Regions from separate parts of the Mus musculus genome. Here regions 2, 3, 4, 5, 6 and 7 are each linked to region 1. Evidence: chromatin contacts called from public HiChIP or PLAC-seq and promoter capture Hi-C data. All regions are on one chromosome and are shown on one strand. Each heading gives the region's core, a stretch centred on a gene start, on an enhancer-like site or on the middle of the called end of the contact. The rest is flanking DNA. Distances are from core to core; before and after follow the strand shown.

Evidence for each region. Promoter capture Hi-C pulls out the DNA fragments that hold promoters and counts their contacts. HiChIP or PLAC-seq counts read pairs in DNA pulled down with a chosen protein or histone mark.
Region 2: an H3K27ac HiChIP or PLAC-seq map of embryonic stem cells shows a contact between it and region 1, with 2.3 times the contacts expected there. The contact joins the promoter of Magi3 here to the promoter of Olfml3 in region 1. A contact is called at or near these places in 2 of 39 promoter capture datasets (the C10 cell line and pre-B cells), 3 of 115 datasets of contacts at active chromatin or transcription factors (the 230-238 cell line, embryonic stem cells and large pre-B cells) and 1 of 9 other capture datasets (liver).
Region 3: a contact with region 1 is called in a promoter capture Hi-C map of embryonic stem cells, with 3 times the contacts expected there. The contact joins the enhancer-like site here to the promoter of Olfml3 in region 1. A contact is called at or near these places in 4 of 39 promoter capture datasets (cranial neural crest, embryonic stem cells, hematopoietic stem and progenitor cells and 1 more), 1 of 15 datasets of contacts at CTCF or cohesin (the NIH/3T3 cell line), 2 of 115 datasets of contacts at active chromatin or transcription factors (astrocytes and cardiomyocytes) and 2 of 9 other capture datasets (adipose tissue and embryonic stem cells).
Region 4: a CTCF HiChIP or PLAC-seq map of the NIH/3T3 cell line shows a contact between it and region 1, with 12 read pairs. The contact joins the enhancer-like site here to the promoter of Olfml3 in region 1. A contact is called at or near these places in 20 of 39 promoter capture datasets (3T3-L1-derived adipocytes, the C10 cell line, the HPC-7 cell line and 13 more), 3 of 15 datasets of contacts at CTCF or cohesin (CD8 T cells, the NIH/3T3 cell line and embryonic stem cells), 39 of 484 Hi-C or Micro-C datasets (the Ba/F3 cell line, the C2C12 cell line, CD4 T cells and 29 more), 27 of 115 datasets of contacts at active chromatin or transcription factors (CD8 T cells, DN3 thymocytes, the NIH/3T3 cell line and 21 more) and 4 of 9 other capture datasets (adipose tissue, embryonic stem cells, liver and 1 more).
Region 5: a contact with region 1 is called in a promoter capture Hi-C map of neural stem cells. The contact joins the enhancer-like site here to the promoter of Olfml3 in region 1. A contact is called at or near these places in 27 of 39 promoter capture datasets (the 3T3-L1 cell line, 3T3-L1-derived adipocytes, the C10 cell line and 15 more), 3 of 15 datasets of contacts at CTCF or cohesin (embryonic stem cells, large pre-B cells and stem cell-derived epiblast-like cells), 44 of 484 Hi-C or Micro-C datasets (the 3T3-L1 cell line, the AtT-20 cell line, the C2C12 cell line and 28 more), 26 of 115 datasets of contacts at active chromatin or transcription factors (SST interneurons, T-cell acute lymphoblastic leukemia, bone marrow-derived macrophages and 20 more) and 6 of 9 other capture datasets (adipose tissue, embryonic stem cells, embryonic tail and 3 more).
Region 6: a promoter capture Hi-C map of liver shows a contact between it and region 1, with 3 times the contacts expected there. The contact joins the enhancer-like site here to the promoter of Olfml3 in region 1. A contact is called at or near these places in 23 of 39 promoter capture datasets (the 3T3-L1 cell line, 3T3-L1-derived adipocytes, the C10 cell line and 13 more), 5 of 484 Hi-C or Micro-C datasets (the HL-1 cell line, the N1E-115 cell line, bone marrow-derived DN2 thymocytes and 2 more), 10 of 115 datasets of contacts at active chromatin or transcription factors (craniofacial prominence, differentiating embryonic stem cells, embryonic basal ganglia and 6 more) and 3 of 9 other capture datasets (adipose tissue, embryonic stem cells and macrophages).
Region 7: a contact with region 1 is called in a promoter capture Hi-C map of the HPC-7 cell line, with 2.4 times the contacts expected there. The contact joins the enhancer-like site here to the promoter of Olfml3 in region 1. A contact is called at or near these places in 9 of 39 promoter capture datasets (the C10 cell line, the HPC-7 cell line, HPC-7-derived erythroid cells and 6 more), 1 of 484 Hi-C or Micro-C datasets (large pre-B cells), 1 of 115 datasets of contacts at active chromatin or transcription factors (large pre-B cells) and 2 of 9 other capture datasets (adipose tissue and liver).

The regions. Positions count from the first base shown.
Region 1 is chr3:103,735,506-103,739,870 of GRCm38.p6, forward strand. Olfml3 (olfactomedin-like 3) reads right to left here and starts at 2,496. Exons shown (of 3, transcript NM_133859.2): 1 at 2,317-2,496; 2 at 1,447-1,732; 3 at 1-1,158. The coding sequence starts at 2,430. The coding sequence ends at 338. Hipk1 (homeodomain interacting protein kinase 1) reads right to left here. Exons shown (of 16, transcript NM_010432.2): 16 at 4,310-4,365.
Region 2 is chr3:104,218,184-104,222,548 of GRCm38.p6, forward strand. Magi3 (membrane associated guanylate kinase, WW and PDZ domain containing 3) reads right to left here and starts at 2,223. Exons shown (of 21, transcript NM_001159354.1): 1 at 1,462-2,223. The coding sequence starts at 1,783.
Region 3 is chr3:103,307,300-103,311,664 of GRCm38.p6, forward strand. It overlaps Trim33 (tripartite motif-containing 33), which reads left to right. Exons shown (of 20, transcript NM_053170.3): 2 at 3,010-3,128; 3 at 3,525-3,669; 4 at 4,082-4,214. Among named protein-coding and RNA genes, the nearest start is that of Trim33, 30 kb to the left of the region's middle. Within about 2 kb of position 2,157, at least 21 of the 459 cell types and tissues checked have an H3K27ac peak or open chromatin away from gene starts, as enhancers often do. A contact at or near this core is called in embryonic stem cells, where this site is marked.
Region 4 is chr3:103,377,719-103,382,083 of GRCm38.p6, forward strand. No RefSeq gene overlaps it. Among named protein-coding and RNA genes, the nearest start is that of Gm25869, 48 kb to the right of the region's middle. Within about 2 kb of position 1,868, at least 135 of the 459 cell types and tissues checked have an H3K27ac peak or open chromatin away from gene starts, as enhancers often do. A contact at or near this core is called in CD8 T cells, DN3 thymocytes, the NIH/3T3 cell line and 16 more, where this site is marked.
Region 5 is chr3:103,417,944-103,422,308 of GRCm38.p6, forward strand. No RefSeq gene overlaps it. Among named protein-coding and RNA genes, the nearest start is that of Gm25869, 7.3 kb to the right of the region's middle. Within about 2 kb of position 1,963, at least 78 of the 459 cell types and tissues checked have an H3K27ac peak or open chromatin away from gene starts, as enhancers often do. A contact at or near this core is called in the P5424 cell line, Th1 cells, cerebral cortex and 12 more, where this site is marked.
Region 6 is chr3:103,463,344-103,467,708 of GRCm38.p6, forward strand. No RefSeq gene overlaps it. Among named protein-coding and RNA genes, the nearest start is that of Gm25199, 20 kb to the left of the region's middle. Within about 2 kb of position 1,953, at least 32 of the 459 cell types and tissues checked have an H3K27ac peak or open chromatin away from gene starts, as enhancers often do. A contact at or near this core is called in the N1E-115 cell line and liver, where this site is marked.
Region 7 is chr3:104,008,136-104,012,500 of GRCm38.p6, forward strand. No RefSeq gene overlaps it. Among named protein-coding and RNA genes, the nearest start is that of Phtf1os, 42 kb to the left of the region's middle. Within about 2 kb of position 2,021, at least 14 of the 459 cell types and tissues checked have an H3K27ac peak or open chromatin away from gene starts, as enhancers often do. A contact at or near this core is called in the HPC-7 cell line, where this site is marked.

The DNA.
Region 1 (4,365 bases), core at 1,246-3,745:
AGTTCTCTCCCTTCGGTCATACTGAGGGCAAGAATGCTGTCGCCTGCTGTCTGGGGTTGACCCTCTCCAAAGGACAGGGCTCTGAGTTTGGAACTAAACTTTGTGGACATAAGGCAGGAGTGAAGATTTAGGGTGTTTGTTTGCTGTTCAGTTCTAAAATGCTACCCAGGATCTGGAGTTCTGCATAAAACAGAGGGGCTTGAGAATTTGGTTGTCCTTTAGAAATTAGGGTATATGAGCTACCACCACTGGCCTTCGTTTTGAAGGATGAACTGCAGGAGAGCTCACAGGAATATAAATGTCTGGGCATAAGAATCAAGAGCACAAGGCTAGCTGCTTAAACTTCCTCCTCCTTCTTCTTCATCTCCAATTTGTAGACAATCTGGTAGCCATCATCCCAGGCATACAGCTGGCGCTCACGGGGGTTATAGCGAAGGCTGGCATGGGCACCATATCGGCGTGGAAAATAGGAGAGTGCTGCCCTTTCAGGGGCGAGAGTACCACTGGCATCGAAGGAACACTGAATACGAGCCCTACTGGCAGGGCGGGTGTTATAGACAACGTACAGGGTCCCACAGATGACAAACGCAGCCTCTGCGTTCTCTCTGGGACATGGTGTGTCCCACTGCTGCTCTGTGTCAAGTGTCTGTGGGTCTAACTTGGCTAGACACAAATGCCTGTCATCATCTCGAGTGGCATAGACAGCCCACAGGCCCTCCTCATCAGCTGCCAGGTCGATATATGTATCTGCTGTCAGGCCGTAGGGGGGTATCAGGCTCTCTGCAGGGAACACTGAGCTATCCACCACTGTTCGGTTTGCCAAGTGAAATTTGATCAGCTGCAGAGTGTTCTCCAATTCACCACCCCCTCCAGGTCCTCCAGGAGGCCTTCGAGCATAATAAAGGAAGCCACCGTACACCAGCTGCCCCGTGCCTACCCAGGGGAAGGGCACCCGAATTCGGGAAGCTTTCCGGGCAGCCATGGCAAGGGTGAAGTCACGCAGCCTTGGGAAGACAAAAGCCGTGTCGTTCTGGGTGCCGTCTAACACGTAGATCTTCTCTGCTGGCCCCAGCGGATCCTTGGTCCATAGGCCAACTGAACCACCAAACCGCTTCAGGATCTTCATTGACCTCACCTGAGCGACTGTGTAGCTACAGTCTGGTGGGGAAGAGGAGAAAGCACAGGAGAAGGAAACAGAGGCCAAGAGTTAGATGTGTATAACAGGAACTTCCCCCAGAGTGGGCCACCTGGGGAACAGAGACACACTTTTCCGTGCATGTGTCCACTCACGGAGGGTTGAGAGATGGAGTACCGATAAAGGACAGGCCTCTAGAAACTCTCAATGAATGTGTCATTCTGAAAGATAGAGCTATGGTGGCTTGGGACAAGAAGAAAAGCAGGAAAGGGGAGTTCTGAAACTGTCTGGACCTCTGTGAGATCACTTACCCGTCACCATATCGTATTTCTCATTTCTTCGGCCCTTGCCTTTGGCTCCAGGACCTCCAGTCACCTTCTCATCCAGCTCTACACAGGGCAAAGCTGGGTTCTGTGTCTCCAGATAGTCTACCTCCCTTTCAAGACGGTCCACTCTTCCTGAGATGGAGTCTGCTTCAGTTCTGAGGGTCTCCCGCTCCTTCTCTGCCACCTCCAGGAGAGGCAACATCTTGTTTTTGAAGTCCCGAAGCTCGGCAGCATGCCGACTACTCTGATCCTGGCATTGGGCCAGCCGTTCCTGAAGGGATCGGGGAGTCAGGAAGGGTGGGTTGCAGGTTTATAGCTCCCAGACAAGCAGAGGCCCAGCCAGGGAGTCAGGGCCAGGAAAGGGACCAGCTCAGCCATGCTCCCACAGCAGAGGAGACTAGTCAGTGGTACCATCCCATCCGAGGAACCTGGCTTAATTTGCCTGAATAAGAGTCCTTCACCTTGCGTTCTCAGTGATCTGAGCCTCCAGGAAATTAGGATGCTACAGACTTCAAATTGTCCAAAAGGGAGTAGATGTGGGGTGCGGGGAAGAAACGGACAGGAAGTTGCAGGCAGATTGCCTGGGAAACTTGAACAGTATAGCAGCATAGATGCAGCCCGATTCTGACTCTCATTTCCCCTGCCCCCTTATTCCATCTAATCTGAGGGAGCCGTGTTGCGTTTATTTGCTGGGCAATTGTCTTATGTTGGGGAAATAAAAGTCTGTAGTTAAGAGGCTACTCGTCATTAAGGACTTCTTACACAACCCGATCTTGTCACTCCCAGAGCCCTGACAGCTAGTTGCACCTATAGATGTGGACTCATCCTGGGTGAGAAGAGAAACAAGTCCCTCACCTCTAAGGCAGCTAGTCGGCGTTCCATGTACTCCACAAGGTGGTGCTGCTGTCCCTGAAGGGGTCCCGTCCATGACAAAAAGAAGAGGAGCAGCAGAGGAGCACTGGGCCCCATGGCAGCCTTAAGTGGGGCCAGAGGAGTGTGTGCATTCGGCCTCTTTCCCTCCAGCCCGTTAGCTCTGGGGGCGGGGCGGGGGCGGGGCCTCCTCCTTCCCATCTCTGGTGTCTCTCACTACTCTGGAATGCTTTCAGTCTCTTTACAACCCCCACCCCCTCCTTCCCGCCTGGCCTGATCAAACACAGATGGCCCCTTTGCACAGTCGCCAGAAGCCTTAACTACCAGCAACTTAGACTTGTGAGCTCCTCCGGAAAGGGGAGAGATGGCAATCTGGAGGCAGAGGCCTTCTGAAAAATGAGCAAGTTGCAGGAAGCCGAGACCCCCGGAAAACTCAGCAAACTCCATTCGTTTTAGGAGAGGGCTTCCAGTGCTGACTCGGTAAGAACCCAGCACCCTTCATTAACCTATCCCTTCTCCAGAAATAACAGAATGGATTTTCTGCCTTGTTCAGTGAAGCCAGAAACACAGGAGATGAGGTTTGAGGGGATGGGGGTTGGGGCAAAGGGAAGTCAACTTTCTATAGCTCATTGGCGCCACCTTGTGCTGAGCATTCTGGGGCCATCTCCCATGGCAAAGAAATCAGGCGAGGACTTCACCGTGTGGAGAATCTCAACCTAAGCAAGCCAAATCACAGGGCTCCCTATGGAGTACCAAATCTCTGATTTAGCCCAAGGAAAGGAATAGAAACAAAACTGGAGGTTGTTGAGAAATGGGAGGTGGGGTTTTTTGTTTTTGTTTTAAGCTAGCTGACTTAAATATCCTTGACATGACTTTCCAGGTATTTCCCAAATAGGAGGGTGCAGCAAGGACATGCTAGTTTACATTCATGGATTTAGGGGAGAAACCTGAAAAAAAAAATATGTACAACATAGTCTAAAGGAAAACAAATATATTCTGACCTTCCTATCACTGGGAGAGAACAGACTATTGATCGCCTTTCTTGGTTATGGTTCAGTAGGGCATTTGTAAGTATCTCTCATTTCTTTAAAATTAAGTAAAAAAAAATTTGGTTTTTCAGTTACATATGCTTTTATGTGTCTGTATACAGGTATCTGCATGGGATACAGGTATCCGTGGGGACCAGACGAGGACGTCAGATCTTCCAGAGCTGAATTTTAGGAGATTGTGCGCTGCCTATTGTTCCTGAGCACTGAGCCCCTCTCCTCTGAAAGAACAGTACACTCAACTACTAAGCCTTCTCTCCAGCCCATGTTCCTCCTTTCTATCCAGCTAAAGCTACAGGGGAGCTAGGCAGGAACATACATCAGAAGAAGTCAAATATGCAGCATTTACAAAGGGGCCTGCAGTGATTAATCTAGACAAATTCCAGTTTCTTTTCAGGAGAAAATTTTGTTCACTTTGGAATCAAGAGAAATTGGATCAGAGGTTCTTCTTGTTTTTAAGAGTTCATTATGTGTCTGTGTGGGTATGCACCCTGCAGCTGGAGTTAGAAATCACTTGTGAGGGGTCTGACTGGGTGCTGGGAATGGAACCCAGACCCTCCATAAGAGCAGCAGGTGCATTACCGCAGAGCTGTCCCTAAAGAGGTGACAGCTCTAACAGGGCCTAAGGAGACAGACAAAAATATCTTTCCCTAAGTTTCATTTTCACTGTGCTGATTTGAATGTTTGGTGTCATGTGCTAGGAAATGATGTTAATTAGTTTATCTCAAAAGCCATCTGCCTTTTCAAGGGGTCAGAGTCAGGGAAATACTTCCTACAAAATTATATTCATTTCCAGTATGGAAATGTGTACAAAGATGTTCTAATGTAGCAGTGTTCTTTCTACTCATGTTCAAACAGAATGCTTAGGCACTTCAAAGAGGCCACATGTCAGTCCCCTCCATGTCCTAACACAGAATTGAAACCAGCCACAGTCAGAAAATTTACCCATTTTATTGATGCATTGCAACTGCTCTACTTTTTTACCATA
Region 2 (4,365 bases), core at 973-3,472, 480 kb after region 1:
GTTGAGAACCTATGACCTAAGTCCTACCTGGGCTAGTAAATGTATAGTATTTTGAATATTATAAACAGTAACCAACACACCGAATTACAGCCCCAAAAGTGTTCCCTCCACCCTTTACATATAGTTCTAAAAGTTAAGAGTTAAGAATCTTACAATCCTCAAAAACACAGAAAGGGTATTTATAGTTTGACAAAGTTCTAAAGATTAACAGTAAGAAAAACCCATAAACACACAAATCTTAATAGTATCATAGAATAGATTATATGAAAAGTACCTTCATGTAAACTAGTAAGATTATGTCACATACCCACAACACATGGATATTGCATCAAACCATCAGTTGCAATTAGCTCAAGGACTACTTAAGAGGCAGTCCTAAAGTGAGCTGAAGATGAGGAAGAGGGAGATCGAGGGAGGGAGGAGGAAGAAGTGGGGGGAGGGAAGAGGAGGAGAGGGAGAGAGAACGTGTTAAAATTTCTAGAAATTTCTAGCATTTTGTAGTGAACGGGGAAGACCAAAATCTAGCCCAAGTCAGTTTGGCAGCCCCATATGTTCAGATGTACCGTATCTACGTTCAGCAGAAACAATTTGATTTCTAGTAACAATGATTAATCACGATGCCCATGTCTACAACCACCTCAGAAGCCAGAACCATATTTTACCAATACCGAAAGGTCCAACAGTGTTTTCTCTTACAAATTCGTAAGAAAACTTACTACATACTACCAGACCAGACTGCGCAGTCTGATCAATGCTTTCCAGCTAGGGAGTATGCCATAAGCGTAACATGCTTTGCAGCACATTTTACGAGCATCAAAGACACCAGGGCACCAAGGGGTTCTTTTTTTTACCCTGCGCTTCAACAAATACTGTAGATTTGAAAGCTTTACAAAGGCATTTGCTCGGCTGGGCACCTGGGTCCTCCTTCCAAATCCAGACGACACAACAGCTCCACTGCCTCATACCACACACTGTACCTCACTGGGACTCAGACACCTGAGCCACCTAGACCCACAGAGTGGGACTGTCAGCTCCCAGACGTCTGCGGTCGTGCACGACGCACTGGGCCAGCTGAGCCCTCCCAGGAGCTTTCAGTGGTAACCTCGGCCCTCGATCCGGCGCCGAGTCTCCATAGTAAAGCCCTTTCTCCCCGTTAGAAGACGCAAATACGTTCCAAAGAAAAGATTATCATCATAGGACTGTTTCCACAAAGGGGAGAAGAAAAGAGATGGCTCTTCTCTAGGCAAATAAAAATAAAAATAAAAACTCTTGATGCGGTGGGAGACCGAGCTGGATTAGGAAAGCCAGCTCCTAGTGCCAATTCCCTGACAGCCTACACAGCTGTCGGTTCACCCGAGCTCAGTTTTACTAGCCGCAAAATGGGAAACCCCGGCGCCGCCCCCTCCCCCCTCCTCCCCGGGGAGTCGGACCAGGACCCGGGTCCCCAAGGCGACCACACACCTGGCTTCACCGTCTTCAGACGGATGGGCTCGCGGAAGTGGCGGATGACAGCCAGAGTGTCCCGGTTGGTGAGCCCACTGACCGGCGTCCCGTTCACCTCCAACAGCACATCGCCCGGACTGGGCGCCTTGCCCGAGACCACGCAGCAGGTGCCTCCGCCGCCGCCAGCCTCGTCGCGGAGCCGCCCCAGGTAAGGGAACTCGCCGCGCTCGGCGCCGCCGCGGATCTCGGCGCCCAAGTCGCCCGGGGGCCCGGCCCAGGATACCGCACACTCCTGCACCTTGCTGAGCCAGTGCTTCTTCTTCTTCAACGTCTTCGACATCCCGACCTCCGCTGCACCATGGGGAGCCCCCGCGCGGGCGGCCGCGGTGCCGCTCCGGGCCCCGCGCACAGCCCGGCCAGAGGGGCGCCGCCGTCGACCCCCCGCCTCAGCCCGCCGGCCGCGCGCCGCCGCGAGCCGCCCCTCTCGCGGGCCGCTGAGGAGAGCCGGAGGGAGCGCGCGCCCCGCGGGCGGCGCCGGCGGGGTCTCCGGGCGGGGTCAGCGCCGACGGCCGGGACTCGGCGCCCGCGCGGCGGGAAAGGCTGAGGCAAAGGGGCGGGAGCTGAGGGAGCGGCTGGAACCGAGGCTCGTATCGGTACGCGCGCACCGAGCTTAGTCGCTCGCTGGAGCGCGGCTGCTGCGGAGCCGGAGCGCCGAGACCAACGCCTGCCCCAGCTGCCAGGAAACTGGCGCTTTCAAACCCGCCGCAACCTCCTCCCCGCTCGGCCCCTCCCCCGCCCTCGCCGGCCCGGCCCCGCCCCCTCCCGCAGCGCAGCGCCCGGCGCGTTGCCGTCACCAGCTCTGCTCCGGAGGACCCGCCCAGTTCTCGGCTCCGCACCGTGGATTGGGTTCTGGCAGCTGGGGGCGGCCCTCGGCGGGCATGCTGATTTCTGATTGGGTGGTCTAAGTAGAGGAGGCGGGCACTAGAATGACTGAAGTTTAGAGAGGGAGGAAAAAAGAAGTTTAGAGTGTGAGGGAGGGAGAAGGGGGAGGGAAAAGAGAGGGTTGGTCTGGGAGCGGGCACAGGTCGCCTAGAGGGGAGAGGCCCTCCAGCCAGGGGCTGGAGCCAAGGGAAACTCAAACACTGAAAGGACCCTGGTCCCCAAGGTGGGGCGTGCCCAGCTGGGCAGGGGGCGGGGCCTCGGAGCTGGAGCCCGAAGGCGATCCTGGGAGTGCTTTGCCTGGATCCTGGGAGTCCAGTGCCCAGCTACTCCGAACGGTGGAGCCACTAAATGGGCCTGTTAAGGCTGAAACGGATTCTACGGGTTTGAATTTGTTAATTCGTTCAATGAATGTTCTTAAATGATCCATTGGCGAAATCCTGTTAATTGAGGGTAAAATACAGTCCAGTGCTCGAATGCTGTGTGATCTCGGGCAAGTTAGACAGCCTGTCGGAAACAAGCTGAGAGTGAAGATCATTAATTACACTAGCTACTGAACTCCAAGAATGAAGAAAACAGTGATCCTGCTCTCGAGGAGACTGCAGCTTAGCGAGAGAGACTGACTAGAAGATCATTTGAGGAAAGCGGGAAGGAGATGGATTAAAAAACAACCTGGTGCCTGCGGAGCTAAGTCCTGACACTGGTGGCTTGACCTTGACCAGATCTCTGCTTCGCGTCTGCTTGTTTGTAAGAAGGTGGAAGAAGTGACTCAGAACAAGGGAGACCTCAGATCTCTCCCAGCTCTAATTTTTCAGAAACACTTAAGCTTTTTTTCTTCCTTCATTGAACGCGTGCTTTCTCGTCTTTGGAATGCCCTCTGTTCGTAAATGTTTCACCTCATCCAAATAGTCGTCCAGTATTTCTTGGAAAGTGTTTTCTCTGAACTGGGGCACTTGTCTCACTTTTGTGACAGGGCATGTCTTCTGACTCCCTTTAATGATAGCCCTTATTTTAAACTCCGAGGAGCTCTACAAACTAGATCAAGCTTCAGACAGCTACAGTGATTTCCTTCACACCATTGAACTGGGGAAATAAAAACACTAAATGTGGGCTGGACTCAAGAAACAATAAGGGAAGTGGAGCCCTGGAGCTGCAGGCTTGGGACCTGCCAGGCAGAGACAGGACCTTTATCTACACCCTGATGGAGAGATTGCCAGACTGTAACCTTCAGTCCTTGATTGTCTGCTGAGCAGTCACCCAAGAGAGAAACTACATTTCTTTAATACCACCCTCCATCCTGCTGAGGCTCCCTCTGGCCAAGTGGATTGGAAGCCAGATGGCCTTCACACTTATGATGGGGGTAGAGAAAGCCCAGCGTCTGGAACCCAATGGAGTAAATACTTTTCACAGGCATCATGTGGATCATTCAAATAGACCAACATCTGAAATTTAAAAAAAAATTTAACTTGTTTTATGGACAACTAGTTAATACTAATAAATTCCTGAATGAATACTCGATTGCCTTCACATCTTCTATTTTTGCTGAGACTGAAACACAATGCTCTGCCTAAACTGTATCTGTTTAGAATGGCTCTGGCAACAAGGAACAAAACATCTGACAAATAATAGCTTAGAGCACACTGTCATTTATTACATCTTTAACATAAAGTTTAAGTGTGGTAGTTTGAGGACTAGTTGGACAGTCTATTATCAAGGTCCGGAGCTCTTTGTGTTTACTCTTCCACATCATATCCATATGAACTTTTGTCTCCAAGCCTGTCACCTATTAATTACAAGGTTGTCATAGCTCCAGACATCACATCCTCAAAGGTCATTATATGAAGCAAGAAAGAAGGGTAAGAAAATGTTAGTCCAAATTTGATGAAAGAGAAAAATCCTACCTAGCTTGTGGCCACTGTGGTAGGCTAGAAAAATGGAGCCATGACCACCTTAGACCAGTCACTGGCAAAAGAAAATGCAATT
Region 3 (4,365 bases), core at 907-3,406, 430 kb before region 1:
AATTGTGGCTTTCATGTGACAGTTCTGTTAACCTCTGAGAGTAGCCACTGGCTGAGCTGCTTGTACAGATTGACTTTCTAGTAACTGGGTTATTCTATGTCATTCAAGTTCTAGGTCCTCAGTTAATGAGTACATTTTTTTTTTTCTTTTCTGTTCCCCCTTCCCCCTTCCCCCTTCCCTCTTCCCTCTTTCTTTTCTTTCTTTTTTTCTTTTTTTTTTTTTTTTTTTTTTTGATTGACTCCTTGGTTTGGAAATAGTTTTAGCGTGGCACCCTTAAGAAAGGGAATATCTTTTTAAAAGTTGTGATCTTACAAGTGTGCATTCATATAATATGATTGAACATGCTTTAAGAAAGTTTAAGCCTATATAGCATTGTTCAGTTTTCAAATGTTAAGCCTTTTAAGTCTTAAGAACTCTTAGTAAATATAATCTTATTCTATATTTTACTGATTTTTTTAAAGCTAGTAGTACTAAAAGTTGTATGGCATTTCCTCCAGTTTGAAAACGCCATTATCATATGAACTAAGAGAATGTAAAGAACAGTATTTTCTGCCAGACCTGTTCCATTTCCCCATTTTCTATTTTAAAATATTACATTTTGAAGTGGAATATTTTTATATCTGAAACAAATATAATAAATGAAATTAAAGTAGGGACGGAGTTTAAAAGACAATTAGTGCTAGGTAACCATGTTCTTAAAGCACTCTTCCTAAGCTCTTGGCTTTTAGCTACTTTTCAAAAGGCCGATACAAGCAACTCCATCTTTTTTGGCTTGTTTTCATAGTGTGTGTATGCCTCTGGGAAATACTGTAAAACAGCAGTTCTCAACCTGTGGGTCTCAACCCCGTGTGGAGTGTCAAACAGTTCTTTCACAGAGGTTGCCTAAGACCATTTGAAAACATTAGGATTCATAACAGCAGCAAAATGACGGTTATAAAGTAGCAATGAAATAATGTTCTGGTTGGGGGTCACCACGACACAAAGAACTGTAGCACAGGGCGTCAGCATCAGGAAGGCTGAGAGCAACTGCTTTAGAATGAGGGTGTGTGTACTGCCAAGTGGATGAAAAAAGGGGGTGGGGTGAGTCTTTAGTTGTCCAGGCTGAGTGTCCACATTCAAGTGATTCTTGTGCATCAGCCTCCTGAGTAGCTGGAACTACATATGCTTCCCAGGACACCTGGATAGGTTGAGAACTTTGTTTACATTTTCACTTTCTGTCAGAATGATTGTATAGATTCTGCGGTTTGTGTACTTTGCAATTCTTGGAGACTTTGTTATACCTTGGTCTTTACATATGGTGTTTTCTAGAGTTGTGTGTTATACACCATAAAGAACACTAAATTTAGTCTTTGGATTATATTTGTTTTGTTTTGCTTATTTGTTTGGGGATAGGGTCTTGCTATGTAGTCCAGACTGGCCTTGAACTTAGGATGATTCTGTCTCTCAGGTTTTAGGATTAGCAACACCTTCCATCATATCCAGCATAATGTCTTTTATTCTTAAGCTATGTGTATGTGTGTTTGTGTGTATGTGGATATGTGCACATAAGTGCAGGTTCTCTTGGAGGCCACAGGCATTGGATCACCTTGGAACTGTAGTTACAGGCAGTTTTGAGTTTACTGACATGGGTGCTGAAATCATACCCAGGTTCCCTGGAAGTGTGGTCTGTTCATAACTGCTGAGCCATATCATCAGCCTAGACCATGTCATTTGTGTTGTATATGCACCTTCCAGTGCCATGGTTGACATGCCAGTAGTTTGTTTTATTGATTTCTGCATTAATTTTTAATTCCTTAAGTTTCATATATTACCTCAGCAGTTTATCCTGTCTAATAGATAGTAAAACATGAATAGATAAAAGCATGGGTGCTTTTTCTCCTACAATCGTATAGATTATATTAAGTACCAAACTAATCTTTATAGAATGCTTGTTTATTTTCTTCCTCTTGCGTGAAGAGCTTGATTTAGAATACATACACCTCGTACTCTTAAAAGCTCTGGAGGAACGTCGTCAGGACTGATTGCACAGGTTTTGGGTGAAGAATTCATTCATTGTCTTCTTAGCTTTTAGTGGGTACCTTTCTTGGCACATCATTCTAGTCTTCTGATTCAGCTGTTGTGCTGTTGCGTCTGCGTCTGAGTGCTAGAGTGGTGACTCAGTGGCTAAGAATGTTTGCTCTTCTTCCAGAGGACCAGAGTTCAGTTCCCAGCATTCATCCAAGGCTTAATTAAAACTGCCTGTAATTTCAGCTCCCAAAGACCTAACACCTTTTTGTTTTTGTTTTTGTTTTGTTTTGTCTGTTTTCTGAGACAGGGTTTCTCTGTATAGCCCTGGCAGTCCTGGAACTCACTCTGTAGACCAGGCTGGCCTCAGAAATCCCGGCTGCCTCTGCCTCCCAAGTGCTGGGATTAAAGGCGTGCGCCACCACGCCCAGCCCCTAACACCTTTTTTTTTTTTTTTTTAAATCTCCTTTGGGTACCTGAATACATACACACACCTGCCTCATTCTTACAGGTTCACTCTGAATAATTCAGAAATCATTCTATATTAAGCACCTTGATGAGATCTTCCTCCTCCCCCACCCTTTTTGAGACAGGGCCTTAATTATGTAACCCCAGTTGTCCTGGAACTATGCAGATTAGGCTGGCCTTGAACTCAGAGATTCGCCTACCTCTGTCTCCCAAGTACTAGGATTAAAGGCATGTGTCACCACTGCCCAGCTGCAGTTTCTTTTATCCATTTATAGGCTTTGAAAGATTAGCATTTCTTTTAGGACTGTCAGCTAATTCTGTATTTTAATAAAAATTTCTAGTGGGAGCATTTTAATACATGTTTTCCTTTCCCAGATGGGTATCATTTTTCTCCAGGGAAATAACTCAAACTGCTTTGTTCATGTCTTTGGTCTTTTTTTGTAGTACACAAGTGGTTTCCAAATGGGCTTTATGCAGACTTTCCTGCTTTTCCTTTTGAAGAACATTAACCCCTGCTTCCTCTTCTTTTTTTTAAAGTTGGTGTAATACGGTGTCCAGTATGTCGTCAAGAATGTAGACAGATAGATCTTGTGGATAATTATTTTGTGAAAGACACATCTGAAGCTCCTAGCAGCTCTGATGAGAAATCAGAACAGGTATGCACCTCAGGTTCTCTCTATACTCATATATATTTTTCTTGTGGTTAAATGTAAATTATAAGAAACAATATTTAAGTAATTTAGGTACTTCTGCTATAGCTCTATCTTTCAAATTAGAAATAAAGATTACTCTTCCACACCCTAAGACTTGGTAGAATAAAATAGTTATTATTTAAAAAGTTAAGTTTTATATAGATTTATGTTCTGAATATTAGATTTTTACCTATCTAAATGTTATTGCTAAAGAAATGTTTTTGAAGATTAAATGAATAACAGTGATTTTATGCTTTTGTATAATTAATGGTTTTTAAGAGCAAGTTACAAAGTTTTCAGTTATTTTGTTAATCTACATTTGGCAAATGTAATATAGATTAGTGTTTATTTCTTTTTTAGGTATGTACTAGTTGTGAAGATAATGCAAGTGCAGTTGGTTTTTGTGTAGAATGTGGAGAGTGGCTGTGTAAGACATGCATTGAAGCACATCAAAGAGTAAAATTCACTAAAGACCACCTGATCAGGAAAAAAGAAGATGTCTCAGGTACGATACATATAGTTGCTGTCTTGCTGTTTTCTTAAAAAAAAAAAAAAAAACTTGTGCATATGTGTATGTGTACACATATGTACACACCTGTGTATGTGTATGCCATATGTATGCATATGTACACTCCTGTGTGCCGCAGTGCCTATTTGTGGATGTCAGAGGACAACTCAACAGGAACTGGCTCTCTCTGCATTTGAGTCCCAGGGATTGAACCAGGCTTGGCAGCCTGTGCCTTTATCACTGAGATGTCTTGTTTGTCCCTGTACACATAGTTTCAATGACACATCTAACCGTTTGAACTTAGAAATAGCATGTTTACTTATTTATGATCTTTGAATACTAGCACTTAAAAAAATAGAAAAAATTAGTCAAAAATCTTATTGTTTAAAAATGTTTTATTTTGTTACAGAGTCTGTTGGAACATCTGGTCAGCGCCCAGTGTTTTGTCCTGTACATAAACAAGAGCAGTTGAAACTATTCTGTGAAACGTGTGATAGATTGACGTGTAGAGACTGTCAACTTTTGGAGCACAAAGAACATAGGTATAGAAGTCATAATTCTTTACTGAAAAGTATTAGAAATAGTACTGATAAATTTATTCTTAAATATTCTCATATTTTGTCTTGTGTATTTAAACCCAGATTTTATTTCTTGAAGCAATATATGTTTGATAAGACAGTATTTTTCATGTTC
Region 4 (4,365 bases), core at 618-3,117, 360 kb before region 1:
GCAACTCTCTCTTTTTTTTTTTTTTCGAGACAGGGTTTCTCTGTATAGCCCTGGCTGTCCTGGAACTCACTTTGTAGACCAAGCTGGCCTCGAACTCAGAAATTCACCTGCCTCTGCCTCCCCAGTGCTAGGATTAAAGGCGTGCACCACCACGTCTGGCTTTTTTTTTTTTTTTTCCAATGCAAGTCTCATAAAGGACAACATTTAATTGGGTTCAGTCCATTATCATCAAGGCAGGAGCATGGCAGCATCCAAGCAGGCATGGTGCAGACAGAGCTGAGAGTTCTACATCTTCATCTGAAGGCTGCTAGCAGAATACTGGCTTCCACACCCACAGTGACACACCTACTCCAACAGGATCACACCTAATAGTGCCATTCCCTGGGCCATGCATATACAAACCATCACACACAGGCTAGGCCAGCCCCAGAATGGCAGGTTATATTTATAGCCAGAGAACAGGAAGTGAGTTGCAAATGTGAAATCCAGGACCCTGAGACAGCTAGATTAGTAACAGCTGGAGAGTTCCTTTTTTGAACAAGGTTTGAACAGTTGGCTGCTTTTGATTGGCTGAGAGTCTATGACCTATCACAGGAATGTGTTGTACTCTGTTCTCACAAGTTAGGTTACACCTCACTGTGTTCAGAGAACCAGGAAGCAAATTTAACAGTTTCTTGCAACATCTCAAGATCAGTAGCTTAAGGGATGCCTTTACTACTAACATCTCAGATCTGAGACCAGCCACACTCAGAACGGGAACCACATATGCAAAGGCTTGTGCCTCATTCATTCATTTACATATATATATATATGTGTGTGTGTTTGTATATGTATATATATATGTGTGTGTGTGTGTATGTATGTATGTATGTATGTGTATATATATGTAAATTCTTCCCATAGCCCTTTGCAAACATTTACAGTGTAGTAGAAATAACCATGTCAACAGCCAACTCTGGTGACAGTATTGTTTGTGCTGGAAATCTGACCTAGACAGGAGACTGAAGAATATGTGTGTGTGTGTGTGTGTGTATGTATGTGTGTGTTTATGTGTGTGTGTGTATGTGTGTATATCTGTGTGTATGTATCTGTGTGTATGTGTGTGTGTATCTGTGTGTATGTGTGTGTGTGTGTGTGTGTGTGTGTGTGTGTGTGTGTGTGTGTCTGCCATAGAAACCTAGAAGCTGCTGTTGCTGAAGGCACTGGTCTCATACATACTTGGACCCTTGGATGTCTCATGGGTAACTAAAAGCAAAATAAAAAGCCTAGCAAGACATGGAGACGGCACAGTGGCTAGAGGGGCTTGCCTTGCAAGGCTAGCAACCTGAGTTCTATCTCAGGAAGCCGTGTAAAGATAGAGGGAGGGAACTGACCCTCAGGTATCCGCTGACCTTGACATGCGTAGTCCACTTCCCCCAATAACTAAAAAAATAAGACTTCTGGCATCTCTATTTCCATTTTGTACCTTGTCTACCCTACTGCCTCTTTTTGGAGGTTCTAGTAGGAGAGTGAAGTCACCTTGTATACCTTTATCAATGAACACAATGGATTTGAATCCTGATGGTTGCAAAGCGACCGTAAACACAGGGAACACACACACACACACACACACACACACACACACACACACACACACGGAATGGAATTTATCACCTGCAGCAGGTGAGGAGAGCAAGGGCGTCATTTTTCAAAGCAACACTCTCCCTGAACAAAGATAGAATGTGGTTTCATTCAGGGTGGCTATTCATATAGGGGTTAGCCCATTCCTAAGCAGGCTCTTTTAGGGACAGGAATGCCTCTATGCTTGCTCAATTTGCACCATAAAGTTTCAACTGACAAAGGAGAGGAGTGGCCCCTGACTGTGCCTGCCTTGCACAATGGCTCCCCAGTGTTGGGAAAGAAATATGAGGAGGAGTGAGGCAGGAAGGGGAGCCATTTCCAGGCAGCTAGATCAGACCCATCAACCCTGACAGTCACTGGGTGACAGTATCACCGCAGATGGCCCTTACAGCCTTTACCTCCATCCGTCCTGCACACAGCATGCTAACCATCTAAGGCTCATATGTATTAGAGCTAGCACATACCTTCAGGGCTTCAAGGCTCATGACAGAAGTAACTAAGATGTTTTCAAAGGGCCAGGAACAGCAAGCCAATCAGTAGATGGGATGTCAAAGTTGTTCTGCACTCCCCTCAATCAGGATCAATCGTCCCACGATGAACACTGGCTTGTTCCTTCCAGCAATAACAACTTCCCTGGTGTCAGAGCCAGACCTCAGATCACCATTAGTCAGGCCAGGGTATGAACAGTGCTTAAATGCATGCTCCTGGCCTCTTCCCCCATCATCCTGAGACTCTTCCCAGCATCCCTAAAGACAAACTAAGGATGCATTGGTGTGTGCTTCCTGAAGCAGCCCCAAGGAGTAGATTCCTTCCCTCCTTCCCACCCCCTGCCCAGATTCTTCTGGGAGTCATTTTTGAGGCGGGTGGTCAGACCTAGACATTTCCCAAAGTCAGCCTCCACTCCCTCTTTGGCCTAGGACTCATTAACTGGGCAAGGTGAATCTCTATTAGGAAAACAACCTGACAGGATGGGAGGAAAAGTCCAGAAGCCACCCCCAGCAGTGCTCAGGGTGGGCCCTTGCCTCTTCAAGGCAGCCCAAAGGTGACTGGATTGGTTCTAAAGACAGAAACTCAGGCTGGTGAGATGGCTCAGTGGGTAAGAGCACCCGACTGCTCTTCCGAAGGTCTGGAGTTCAAATCCCAGCAACCACATGGTGGCTCACAACCATCTGTAACAAGATCTGACGCCCTCTTCTGGAGTGTCTGAAGACAGCTACAGTATACTTACATATAATAAATAAATAAATCTTAAAAGACAGAAACTCTTAGGTTACCTGGTATGACCCCAAGCTTGTGCCTTGTATACTCTCTGAGCAGACTGATGACAGGCACTGATTGGAAGGAGGAGTGAGGTGACTAGAGAGAGAAACAAGATGTCATTTCCTAAGCAGGCCAGGGAAGGGGTACCAAGGGTCATAGGGCTATTCCTAAAGACCCCTTCTTTTCAAATATATCAAATGCCGTGGCAACTCAGCCCTGGGACACACTCTGGGTGTGGGTGTGGGCTTTGCTGCCTTGCATGGATCCTGCTACAGAGGCTACAGCGGTTCTGGAGTCTGCCGGGAGCTCAGCCAGTGCCCACCAGGGTTGGCTCAGGGTGTCTGAATGACGACGGTCCTACCCTTGGGGACAGTCCTGAGCTGTGTCCCCAGGGGTTCCTCTCACTTTGTGAGAGTGAAAGCACGTGTCTTGGGGTCTGTGTCTCTTCTGCAACCCCAGACCTGAGTAATTTCAGTTTCTAGTCTGAGAGTCTTTGCCTGTGAGGAACACCAGGTCTTACCTAGTTCATAGGAAGAGTCTGAGGATTAAATGGGAGAGACTCATGAGAACGCTGCAGAATTTAAGGGTCTCAACGGCGGCTTTTCAGTCCCACAGGGTTTTCAGAAGAAATGAATGGTTAGGGGTTCTCCTGCGCTAGGGGAGACTAGGGCTGCTCTAGGCTGAGAGAACCTTTAGGCCACTGAGTTCTGTTGACCTGGAGGGTACCCAGCAAGTGTGGTGCTAAGGCACCTGCTCCGCAGAGCAAGATGCTCTGGGGAGATCTGGAGTAAGGTTGGAGGTTAGTGGAAGCCAGGCAGCACTTGCTGGATTCATCAGGTTCAGGGGGCCGGGGTCTCAGAGTGGGGATTGTCCCTGTGGTCCCAGACCCCAGGAATCCAAAGTGCTCAGCCTGATGGCTTGCTTCTCAGGTAGTCAGGCATGGCCTGGGGGACTAGAATGTTTCCCAGGGGCCTCTGGGAGCTTTGCCTGGAGTCTGAGCAGTCTAAGGACTGGCTGGCTATTGCACATCTGACCAGGCATCTGTCCGCCAGCCTGTGTTAGCCATGGCCCCACGTCCTCCTCGGTTCCCCTTAGCCTGAGGTTCTAAGAGACAGGTCTCAGAAATGGCACAGAAGGAGCAGTCCTGGGGGGCAAAGAAGGGAGAACCTGAGAGAGCAAACAATTGTGACATACAAACAGGAGGTTATATACAAACGCTTCACAGGTGAGTGGTCACACCCGACACCTAAACTCAGTAAGTAAAGATGTCTTGGAAAACCGTCTGATCTAAGTTTCAAACCCACATTCACATGTGAAGTAACGTTCCAATCTGTGTTCTCTTGGACGAGGTCGCCTTTGTGTAACAATTGTTAGGCTCCCTGAAACCTCAGAGTTTCTATGTTGAATAATAATTATTTTTTAATAATTCATTTTTTACTTCTACTTTATGGGCATTGTTGTTTTGCCTGTATGTATGGCCGTGTG
Region 5 (4,365 bases), core at 713-3,212, 320 kb before region 1:
GAGCTGCCAGTTTTCTTAAAGGCGAGGCCCAGGATGGGAATAACATCATTTCTACTGTATTCTAGTGGCCAAAGAAACCACAGGCCCAGCCCAGACTCATGGATGTAGAGAAATAGACCCACCCTTCAGCTGGAGAAATGATCAAAAACTTATGAACATTCTGCTGCTACTTCTGTCCCTGCATAGTTCTTGTTGTAGAACAATTCTTAGTTTTACTTTCATTTCTTTTTCAAACTAAACTTGAGAATAGCATTACACTTGATTTTTTTTCCCCCAAGACCGGGTTTCTCTGTGAAGCTCTGGCTGTCATGAAACTCACTCTGTAGACCAGGCTGGCCTTGAACTCAGGCTGCCTCTGCTTCCCAGGCACTGAGATTAAAGGCGTGTACCACCACTGCCCAGTTTATTATTTACCAAAAATAGCACATAGTCTATATCTGTAAAATGAGTTCCATCCATCTACCTACCTTTTTTGTCATAACACATCCATAGAGGTGTCTAGGATGGTGTTTAACAAATATTAATTGTATTTCTAGATATAATATAGGATGAATTTTAATTTAATTTTTTACATTACAGTTTTGAAAATACTTACCTATTTGTTTTTTTTTAAATGGGTACCAAAGTGTGTGTGTGTGTGTGTGTGTGTGTGTGTGTGTGTGTGTGTGTGTGTGTGTAGGTCAGAGGGCAGTATTTAGAGGCCATTATCTCCTTCCATCACTGTGGGTCATGGAGATGGGACTCCGGGTTATCTGGCTTGGTGGGGGTGCCTTTACTATTTAGTTATGTCTCTGACTCAGGATGAAATTTTTAAAAGTTACTTTTAATACTTTTCGATTTTGCTTACATATCTTGTTTTGTTTTGTTTTGTTTTGTTTTGTTTTGTTTTGTTGATTTTTTGAGACAGGGTTTTTCTGCATAGCCCTGGCTGTCCTGGAACTCACTCTGTAGACCAGGCTTGCCTCTGCCTTCCAAGTGCTGGGACTAAAGGCGTGCGCTACCACACCTGGCTTGCTTACATATCTTACATGTAGCATTTCTAAGACCAATGAAGTCATTGATTTTTATTAAAAATTGGAAGGAAATTGTTGGAAAAAAATTGTCTCTGTAGAGAGCCAACACTCAGAAGTCAGTGGGTTGGAAGTGACCTGGGGAACTACTGAGTGCCACTTTATGATGTGAGGAAGAAGAGGAGACCCAAGCAGTGACTTGCACAGACTCCCTATTCAGTCCCTGGAAAAGGAAAGCCATCAGTTATTAGTAGTCAATGACTGGTCCATCATCTCTTCTCTGGAGTGTGGTAGGAGGACTTACTGAGTTCTATTGTCCTGCTGTTCTCAAAATGTAAAAGACTGAATTGGCCCTACCTTCTCTAGCACCTGGGAGCCCTAACTGTGTTCAAGACAGGAAGGACAGAACAATGGAATCATGAGCCTGGCTTCTGGGCACCTTAGCAAAGTGAGAAAGGTTTCTTCTGACCCTTTACGTTTAAGTTCCTTGCCTGGATGTCTCCCTTCTTCCTGACCTAACCAGAGAAGCCGCGTGTCTGTAACACAAGAGCCCTTTGACAAACAGAAGGATGTTTCCAGAGGAAGGACCCAAGAGTCCTCTTGAAAATGGAGTCTCTAAGGCGGCTGCTGTGCTCTGGAGAGAGAGCGATCAGCTCTGGAGGCTTTAAGTTGCCCTCCAGGTTGCAGATCGCCCCATCTCTTCCTAATCATAGAAAGAATTTCTTGTTGGATTTTTTTCAAGTGATTTTCTGGGAGTCATCAAAATGGCTGGGAGTCCTGCTGTAGTTAGGGAGGTCTGTCACAGGACTTTGTCAGTTGCTAGAACTCTGGAGGAGGAGGTCTCCTGGGTCTGGTCTGCCTGCCTTTGTGTGGTGACTTCTCCCTGACCTCTCTGTGTGTGATCTCTGCCAGACCCGCTAGCGCAGAGCTCCTTTTCAGTAACTCTTCCCTGACATTGTGCTGAGCCCACTGTTTCCCAGCATTCAGTGGCTCTCTGGTGACCTTAATGGGAAGGGAGCCAGCCTCCGGCAAATCTCTTTTTTTGACAATAGAGAAACATGACTGGGAAGCAGGCAATAAATACAGATCCAGGGCAGCAAAGATGGAAACCTGCTGTTTTGTCCAGCTGCATCAAGGCATAGAATCATGCAGGAATCTGTCTTGTCTGATTTGACCTGCTCATGTTCCTGCATGCATTCTTGCTTTCTCAGCTGCCAGCAGAGGGCTGGAGAGGTTTGTCTGTAATCCATCTAGCCCTTCCTGTCTCTTCAACATACCACAGATGACTTCAGGAGTTAACAAGCTGCCATTAAAGTCATGTCTCACTCAGGATATGTTTGAGGGTATGGCAAAGAAACACAACCAGGCAGGGTTTGAACTGTTTAGGAAACAATGTATCCTTTACTGACACTCCAGACTCTTTAATTGACTACATCCTATGTACCAGGTACTGTATTCAGTTCAGGGCAGCAGAGTAAGGGGGTGTGGAGATATTGCATGTAGGGAAGTCTCAGGGGTTCTGAATAGCTACAGTAAGGGATAACATATGGCTCCCATTGTTTTTGGGGGGAGAGTGAGAGAGAGAGAGAGAGAGAGAGAGAGAGAGAGAGAGAGAAGATAAAAATATGTTGGCTCATGCAGTTCGATTCTTAATGAAAAAGATGGAAAAGCAAACAATGTGCTCAAAGCTGGGTGCTGTGAAGACAGAATGTGGGAGCTGAATCAGCGAGGAGAATGGAGGCAGTGGAAGTTGAGGTCAGGTCAAGGAGGATTCTCTGAACAGGGGAAGCTGGGACTCAGGATGAATGGTGGTGAGCCCTCCAACCCCTGCAGTTAACAGTGGATGAAAGCAGACTCCAGACAGGGCCAGCAGGATATGCAAATGCTTGCAGGCACGAGGGAAATTATGAATACATTGTATTGATGGGAGAAGGAGCCAGCACTGTGTGTCTCTGTGTGTGTCCCCGCTAGCGTGCATGTGTAAAGTAGGGTGTCTAGGGAAACAGAAATGAAGTAAGATTGACATTTCTACCCTGGGCTTCAGGGGACACTGTGAATCCAGTAGGACTGGAAACCGCTCCAAGCACTCAGATCTTAGCTGACCCAAAGGAAAGTCTGCCCGCTATTTAAGGCAACACCCCATTTCCAGGACGCAGACCGCTCCCTGGAGAGATGCCCACTCACATCCGAGCTTACAGATCTCGCTGAAAAGCCCTTGCGTGGCTTTCACACAATCAAGATCTCTGTTTATAAAGAAGGAACCATCTTCAGGGCCCACAGACGGCTTCCCCATTTTCCACACCACCCTCTGGATTCAATTGCCCTTCTAACCTCATATTTTCCAAGAAACGCAACCCCTGGGAACCCTGGTTCTTTGGAGACCCATCTTGATGCTGTTTGGTCTCTTCATTCAGCTTTGAGTGGCAGAGACTCACATTGGGTCATTGGAAATGATTTGATTTGTGCCCAGCACGTGGGGGACAGGAAATCATAGAGCCCGCAGGGCAGGCAAGCAGCCAACCGTGGACCTCGGAAGAATGGAGGTGCTGACCTCCTCCCTGGACCGCAGCCGCCTCGCTGGAAGGAGTTTTAATTATACCCTCGACTTGTATTTGTCTTATAAAAGCACACCATGAATGAAATATTAAAAGGGCACATACTCTTTTCCAAAAGAATGAGTTTTCCTGCCAGAGTATTTTATTGTAACAATAATCCTGACGAAATCAATGTGACACCGGAGCCCCCACCAGGGGAAGCCGATGCAAGCTGAGCGTTTTGGTCTTAAAGATGCTCTCTTTGTTCAGGACAGACCACTTACATCCTACATGTATTGGCTTATTTGGCCTCCTGAGAGCCCCACCACGTTACACATAGGGAGACTGAGCATCGGGGGGATTTGTCCAGAGTCACAGCAAGTAAGTGTTCCAGAGATGAGAATTTAAACAAAGCCTTCTGATTTAAAGCACAGCGTACATTTTAAACGGAGTCCTTTCCCACCAAAGCAGCAGAGACCCACTGCGCAGGAAGTCTTTCTTTGCTAGTTAGCTTCTCAACTGATTGGGCGAGACCCAGCACCAAGAGGGGCAGTCTGTGTGATTTGAAGTTCACAGGTTTACATTTGAATCTCGCCTAAAACCCCTCCCTCAGAAACGCACAGAACAGTGTTTAAATAGAGATCGATGCACCCAAGTTCTTTCATACAAACTGTTTTCATGTGTATGTGTGTGTATTGTGTGAGTTCATGTGTACCAAGTGAGGTTCCATATGGGTGCTGGGAACTGAGCCCAGGTTCCCTGCAAGAGTAGCCAGTGTTCTTAACCTCTGAGCTGTCCCCAAGACTCTCAGTGTGCTGACA
Region 6 (4,365 bases), core at 703-3,202, 270 kb before region 1:
GTTACCTGGCAACAGCCAGGTATGCCTGACTCAGTATAAAAGGGGCTGTTTGCCCCCTCCTCACTCTCTTGCTCTCTTCTCTTCTCTTCTTGATCTTGCCCCTTACTGCTCTCTTCCCCCTCTCTTCCCATTCCTTTCCCCATTCTCTCTCTCTCTCTCTCCACATGCTCATGGCTGGCCTCTACTGCTCTACTCTCTGTCTCTCTCTGTCTCTCTCTGTCTCTCTCTCTCTCTCTCTCTCTCTCTCTCTCTCTCTCTCTCTGCCTTTCTCTGTCTCTATTCCTTCAGCTCCCCTCCCCATGCCCTGAATAAACTCTATTCTATACTATACTATCTTGTAGCTGGTCCCTCAGAGGGAAGGGATACCTCAGCAAGGGCCAGCAGAGGCACCCCCTTCTCCACACCATACCATGCCTCCACCAAACACAACCCTGTTTTTCTCTTATCTTTTTAAATAAAACACAACAGTGGGCTTTCCTTGAGTATGCTCTGTTCATTAAATGAATGCCAGATTAATAAAGGTTTCCCGTCGTCTTTTTCTGTTTAACTGCTCTCATTAAGGGGCTTGTAATTATTCCTCCCACCTCCTTAGCATATCTTTAAGTCAAGGAGCCTTTGTGAGAGGTTATCTCTTGGACAGGAGACTGACAGGCTCAGCTGCATTAAGTCTTAAGGGAGGAAGGAGACAGCAATCTGTTATGCAATCTTTGGAGCGGAGAAGAAGGAGAAGAACCGCATGGCTGGGAGCAGAGTTAGAAGTCAGATGTTGTCCTAGGAAGCAGAAGAAGTAGCTTTTCCTTAGTGGGCTCCACCTTCACCTTTTCACGGGGTGTTTTAAATCTTAAGGAGGGGGCAAAATGGATGCTTCTCTTTCTAGTGTTGCCAAGGTGGCAGAAGCCGGGGACCAAAGTCTGACTATGAGGTTGGAGTGTGTCCTCAATGGCCTCCGAGTCTCCTAGTTCCTGTTAGCTTCCTAACCTTACTCTCTCAAGAGTGAGACTGTAGATCATCTGAGAGTTGGGCTTTGAGCCAATCTGCCTACTTCTGGCCAAGAACAAGATCATAATTGCTTGTGGGTTTGTTGTTGTTGTTGCAGGGGCTGGGGAGGTCTCTGCCCTAAAATCGTCTGATTAGTTCTACACTCTGTTCTCATCGTCTTCAGTATCTAAAACTATGCCTGGCACATAATAGGCCCTGACAAGAAAGAGGTTAATGAGAAAACGAGAAACCACAAAGGAAAAAAATACATAATTTACATACTACGCAGTTACATTAGCTATTGCTGTAAACTGATTGTCTCAGCCACAACGCTGTGGTTGTTCCAAGTTTTCCCTCTCTTTATCCTTTCTTTAACTCTGCTATGCAAATAACAAAGTTGATGGGTACCTGCCTAACCTTATCCTTTGCCATTTTCTGTTATTCTATTATTATTACAGCAAGTCCCAGACCAAGTCCTGTCCTTTTCTTGCTCCCCTCCCCCATTATTTAAACATTGCTACCAGGGTTTTGAAATCACTAATCTGATTGTGTCAACCCCCTGTTTAAAATTCTTCACTGGCTCCAGGACTCTGTCAGGATAAAGTTTACAGCCTCACTCAGTACACACCTCCCTTCCTGAGACTGCCTTCTGACCCCTTCCCGCCTCTTCTGCCGAGAGTCATCTTTATACCCGTAGTTCCCACCAGACAGGGTCGCTGGAGATCTGAGGAGGAGTGAGCTATTTAACTGCCCTCACTTTTTCATATGCAGTCCCTGCCTTGACCTTTTCTCTCTTTCTGCTCAAGACTCTAGTAATCACACTCCTTTGCACATCTCATCTCCAGCATGTCAGGCTCTAGGAGTTCCTCCTGACCCCTCAGTCTCAGGTAGATAATGCTTTCTGTCTATGGCCCGTCTCCGCCCTTGATAGTCTGGCAGGGTTGATAGTTTGCTCATCTGCTTCCCTGACCAGTGGACACAAACCTGAAAGTAGAGCTGCTGCTGCTGCCACGCCGCCCTTTGACCTCTATGCCTGGCATCGAAATGAGAGCCTGGAAATGTTTGCTGAGTAAGTGACAGTTGTGTGAACAAGCCATCCTCATCTTGAAGCTGTCTGGTCTCAGAGGAGACGCAGGCTGGAAGCCAGGCAGTGAGACACCCAGACAAGGGGCTCTAAAGCTGGACTTACCCTGGGGTTAGCATGTGATCACTGCAGATGGCATGTGAAGGGGCTGACCGATGGACTGCCACAGTGCTGATTGGGGAAAGACCCTGCACTCTGCATGCCTGGCCTGGAAAAATATTATTTCTGACATTTTCCTTGTGTCTGTCCCTGTTGGCCCTCAGTAGTTCACAAAATCTAATGAAAGAAACCAAAAACCCCAGACTGCCTTAGATGTTCTTTAGGTTTGGCTCTGTGACTGAGCCAGTGTTAAAAGGTAGCACGTCCCTCCTGGTGATGGTAGCAAGGAGCTTTACCAGGGAGAGACAGAAACATCTCAGACATGCTGCCTTGGGTGGCTGTGGACTCCCTCTGGTTTGCCCTCTTCACACTCCTATTAACAGAGTTTGTGTTGTCTAGAACAACAAGATTGCCCTCCATGCCTTCACCAAACTGAAGGTAAAACTTACAGTGTGAAGTCCTCTCTCTAACAAATTCTTTCTTCAGCTAAAGACTCAAAGCTTTTTACACTTTCGGTTACAGAGAGATCTCCACTCCGCACAGGTGCTTGCTTCTGAAATGCTTGAAAGTGGAGATTTTCTGTTGGCTCTTCAGACATAGTGAGGCATTCTAATTGGTGGGCCAGGCTGGAGTGGGTGAGGGGGGCAGGTAGAGAATGAAGGGGGATGGGAAATCTCTTCTCCTCAGGCTCAGCACAAAGACACAACCACAGTGATACATAAACACAGTGCTCATTTGTGAGGACTTCCTGCCTTTGAAATCAGCTGCTGTGTGGGAAAGGGACAAATATTTAAGCAACAGTTGGAGTGTTTGTAATTACAACTCCCACTGATGAATAGAAGATGCTAAAAAGACGGCAGAGGACCATTTGGCTCAGAGTGGAGTGTTAAGACTGTGGTAATAGAAAGCAATCTGTTCAAGGAGAGGTCTGGGAGGGCACGGAAAACAAAAACAAAACAAGCAAGCAAAATGGGTAAGTGATGGAGAGAGGCAAGAATAGCAACCTTATAATCACTGTGAAAACGTCAACATTGCTAAATCTTGAAATGTATGTGGGATGTTGAAGATGAAGGAGAGGGCTGTCAGGATAGGACGGGCAAAGGGAAGTTGCTATGAGAGGAACAAGCAGCAAAAAAATAACACATACTGGAAACGTTAACAGACACTCACCTGCCGTTTGCTTTAGTGGGTATAGACTGCATCCATCTATATAGCTTCTTTCCTTCAAAAATGCCAGCCTCTCATAAATATTCATCCCCACGTAGCTAGGAGAGAGTGATTTTAGGCTTATAAAATTTTACTGCCAGACCATCGAGGTCTGCTCTTCCAACTGCTACCACTTACAAAGGTGGATATAGAGGTCCCAGAGATGTGACTTGTGAATGTCACATTCCTAGAGAGAATAGCCTGACTCCCTTCCAGTGACATTGGCATCAGGAAGACACACTTTCACATGAAACATATTGAAAACTCTTCCTTGATGAAGCCACGCTTTCCATACCCACTGATGGAATCAATTATATTCAGTGATACCAAAAGGTGACCCAGAGGAGCCGCCAGACTGATTTCCAGGGTGGTTGTACTAGCTTGCAATCCCACCAGCAATGGAGAGTATTCCTTCACATTCTTGCCAGCATCTGCTGTCACCTGAGTTTTTGATCTTAGCCATTCTGATTGGTATGAGGTGGAATCTCAAGGTTGTTTTGATTTGCATTTCCCTGATGACTAAGGATGTTGAGCAATTTCTTTAGGTGCTTCTCAGCCATTCAGTAGTTCTCAGTTGATAGTTCTTTGTTTAGCTCTGTACCCCATTTTTTAACAGGGTTATTTTATTCTCTGGACCCTAACTTCTTGAGTTCTTTGTATATATTGTATGCCCTCTATCAGACGTAGGATTGGTAAAGATCTTTTCCCAGTCTGTTGGTTGCCATTTTGTCCTATTGACAGTGTCCTTTGCCTTACAGAAGCTTTGAAATGTTATGAGGTCCCATTTGTTGATTTTTGATCTTAGAGCACAAGCCATTGGTGTTCTATTCAGAAAAATTTCCCCTATGCCCATGTGTTCCAGGCTCTTCCCCACTTTCTCTTCTATTAGTTTTACTGTATTTGGTTTTATATGGAGGTCCTTGATCCACTTGGACTTGAGCTTTGTACAAGGAGATAAGAATGAATCAATTTTCGTTCTTCTACATGCCAGTTGAACC
Region 7 (4,365 bases), core at 771-3,270, 270 kb after region 1:
AGCCCCAGTTACACATTCTCTATGCAGGACAATTGACGAACTTAAAGATTAACTTCCCAAGCCGGGCGTGATGGCGCACGCCTTTAACCCCAGCACTTGGGAGGCAGAGGCAGGCGGATTTCTGAGTTCGAGGCCAGTCAGGTCTACAAAGTGAGTTCCAGGACAGCCAGGGGCTACACAGAGAAACCCTGTCTCTAAAAACAGAAAACAAAACAAAACAAAAAACAAGATTAATTTCCCAAATATACAGATTGTATAGATCTTTCTCTGTTTAAGTCTTTGCCCCTGCTAAGTGTCTCAAATTTCTCACCTGTTAAGTAAGTGTAATAACTACCTAATGGGGTTGTTATTATTTAATGAGAGTGAAAGGTTCTTGGCAGTTAATTCCACTGTAAATATTATCATTATCTAATATCCTTTTAAAAAATCTGATAGCTTTATAGCTGTGAAGATACAAACATGTATAGGTAGTGGATTGGCAAGAATACGCACCTATCCCAAGTGCTCTGAGGGAGCTATGCTTTATTTTATTTTATTTTTTTTAAAAACTTCCATTGATCCACAGATATATATATATATATATATGTGAGTGAGTGTATGCTCACATATGTTTGTTTGTATGGGGTATTGTGTGTGTATAGAAGTCAGCAAAGCAGGTCTGTGTCCCTTATCAGTATGGTGATTAATTTGAAGCAGGGTCCCTTGATTTCTGAGTTTGAGGCCAGCCTGGTCTATAGAGTGAGTTCCAGGACAGCTAGGGCTACACAGAGAAACCCTATCTTGAAAAACCAAAAAAAAAAAAAAAAAAAAAAAAAAAAAAGTAGTTGAATGCTGGGAGTGGTGCTGCCTACCTTTAACCCAAGCACTAAGGGGGAAAGGGGGCAAGGGAAGGGGTGGGGCAGCTCAGTTTTAGGCAGGCCTCATCGCCATAGCAAGCTACCCAGTCAGCCACATAGTAAGACCTTGTCCCAACAATGAAAAGGTGTTCCAGTGCTTTCTGGACTTCATTGTTTCTGACTAGAAGTCTTTGGCTTTTGTTCATCTCAGATGAATCTGATGTTTATTTTCCACTCCTTTAAAGATTTCCACCTTTACCACTGACTTTGTGCAGTTGAATTATTTGTTGATGTAGTTTTCGTCATATTATTTGTGTTGCGGTGTGTTGGGCTTAAGGAGGCTATGGTTTATTGTTTTGTATCATTTTATAGATTATATTTTCACATGATCAAATTACAAATTTTTGGGGCATTAAACAAGTTTTTCCTACATTCCACTCTGACCTGCCTCCTTTTAGGACTCAAACACACATGCGTGTTAGGTAATTTGAAGCATCTCTTAGCTCACCAATGTTTATGCTTTTTCTTTGTTGTACCTTCAAGTTTTCTATCCTGTTCTGCACTAATTTGGTAATGTCATCCAGTGTAATATTAATCTTTGAGATAAGTTACACTGTATAACTGAGGCTGGCCTCTAACTCCTGACCCCCTTCCATCTGTCTGTTGGGATTGCAGGCATGTTCTATTGTGTCTGCTACAGCCAATATATTTTCCATCTACAAAAGTTTGATTTTGATCTAAGAAAGTCTACATCTCTACTTACAATATTTTCTCCCACATAATAAATATATTTACATATTTATATTTGCTGTGTCATTTGGGCATTTGTTTTTATTGTGTTGTCTCTTCATTTAAGACACGTTTCTGTTTTACATGCCTGGTAACTTTTTATTGGCTGTGAATTTTACAGTGTTGAAGAATAGGGTATTGTAGTGTGCATGTATTTTTTTTTTTTGTAATATTTGGAGAGTTTGGGCATTTCAAGGATTACTTTGAAGTTTGGTAGGTGTGCCAGGAACAGCTAGACCTAAGATAACTTTGCTGCTAAAGCAACATCTTTCTATACGCTGTACTTGCTTGTTTGTGACGAGGTTTTCCTGCATTGGTAGTGATTACAGCCCTGCGTTAACTTTAGCACTAAGTTTTCCTTCCTCATTGTTTTGGAGGTTCATTGTGGTTGGGTGTCATGTGTTTGTGCTACCAGTACCTAGCTAAACCTGCTTTGTCTGGTTTCCTTTTTACACTGCTGCTATCTGAAGGCGGTCTTGGGAGTTCTCCTTGTTTAATTCTATTATCTGTGCTACCTTTGTCCAAAATCTAACATCTGCTTCTAATTATTTTGTTTTAAGGATAGACTCATTTTCCTCACCTTAAAATGCTTTAGTCCTTAGGCAGCTGCTCAGGTAAAGGTTCAGTGTCTAATCTAGTTCCACACTGTAGAGGTTGGAGTGAGATGTAATGCCTAGCCTTGGACATTTGAATACTTGTTCCCAGTAGGTGGTGCTGTCTGGAGAGGCTTAGGAGGGAAGGCCTTTCCTGTGGTCACCTCCCAGGCCCTTCTCTCAAGTTTGGCCTCCTCAACCTCACTTCTCACTGCCTTCTACACCATCTCCTTTACCGAGTTTTTGCTCTTAGTAGGTATTTTCAACTATTTCTTCCTCAAATGTGTATTTTTACTGCTCACTGGATAGCTACTGAATAGCTCTTGGCTTTCAGTTCTTGGTAGGGTTCTCTATTGTGACCCTAGTTAATTATCTGTTATATCACTAGTAATTTCCTTCATGTGTATCATAATCTTTTGCTGACTTGTGTCTCCTTTAATTAGACTTTAAGCCCCTTGAAAACAGCTGCTTTCTTCTTTACTCTTCAGAATGCAGAACAGTACTGGACCCCCCTAACAGATGCTTAGCATATATATGTACACTGGATGAAGAATAGTTCTCCCGTTTGTGCAGATACCAATGTTTCATTTATCCCTGTGTAAATATCCAGTTACTTAAGCTTTGATTCCTTAAAAGGGCTAAGATTTTGGTAATATTACATTGAGAAATATAACCAAGATGAAAAAATAGAATTAGGCTAAGTGGGGGAGTAATATATATCAAAGAATAAGAAAATCATCCATTGATTTGTTTTTAAAATGTTTTCTGGGAAAATCATTTCTTCTAAAATTGCTATGAAGGTATACTCCACAAACCTAGACATGTCAAATTATGGTAACAAACACAGTAAGCTAAACAATGAAGAGTTAAATAACAATGTGCTTGTCTAAGTGGAATATGGTTTTCTTTCAGCAAGAAAAATTCTAAACTGGGTCTCTTACATGTGCCAGTTTATGGATTCAAGCATTTTATTCACTAGTGCTATGTAAAGCAAATCAACCTTATTTTAAATTCAACTAAATGTTTTGAAAAATCATATATATATGTATATATATATATATATTTTTTTTTTTAACACAAGGTTTGTATATATTCTTAATAGGCCAGATGGGCCTTGTTCTCACACATGGTGATTTGGAGTCATCTGAGAACTCATTGATTTATTACATACATGGACCAGTGTAGTGATTTATCTTCTATTTCTTGCAGTCACTGGTTTTACTGAGCCATGAGATTTGAGTACAAACAAGCAGTGTTATATTTCTCCTATATGATACTCCAACAAGGTAGTACTCAGGTTAACTAGTGGTTGTCCTTAAGACAAAATAAGTTTCTTGGTTTGTGAATTTTGGCATTTTTGTTTTTGACTTTAATGTACAGAGTATAAAATGGGCATGTATCAATAGGATCGTAAAAGCAGAGTTTAAGGCTAAATTAAAGCAGTTGGCTGTGTCCGTATTTTAGACTACGAGATTTAGACTTTGCTGCTAGATCAAATTCATAAGCATTCATATATTTCATCGTACTTAATGTAGCTTGTGTGATTTGAGACAAGGTAGTTTTGCATAGGTTCAGCTCTTATATCAATATGGTATAGTGACTGAGAGCCTATCAAGTTTGTAGATGTGCCAGATGAATTCAGTTAACTACAGATGGTAGCCTTCCCAAAATGGTAGCATACTGATTGCTGATAAATACTAACAGCAGAATCAGAAAGTTATTCAACTTATTGTTTAGAAAGCTGAAAGCTTTTAGGTATGAGGCATGCCAAGACACAGTTATTGTGATGTAGTTCCTCTTTCCAGTGGCCTGCTGCGGCTCATGAGTCAGTGCAGGTTCCTTGGCTCTAAGAGCAGAGGGTAGGCCAAGCTCCCGTCTGAATCTTTGTGGAAGTCACTTACAGAAGTTCATGTATTTCTGTGAGAAATAGACATCCAAAACATGGAACTCCATTTGTCCAGATGTTTACAAAGCATTTGGCTTTCTATTGCTGCACATGAAAAGTATCTTGACTATTATTACTTTTTTGTTGTTCTAAATCTATGAGAAAGCACACCCAGAATGTATGGAGGATGATTTGATGGACGTGGTTCTCTACCGTGTGAGATAGATGGGGATGGAAGGGTTGGTGGTAGGGTCTTACTTGC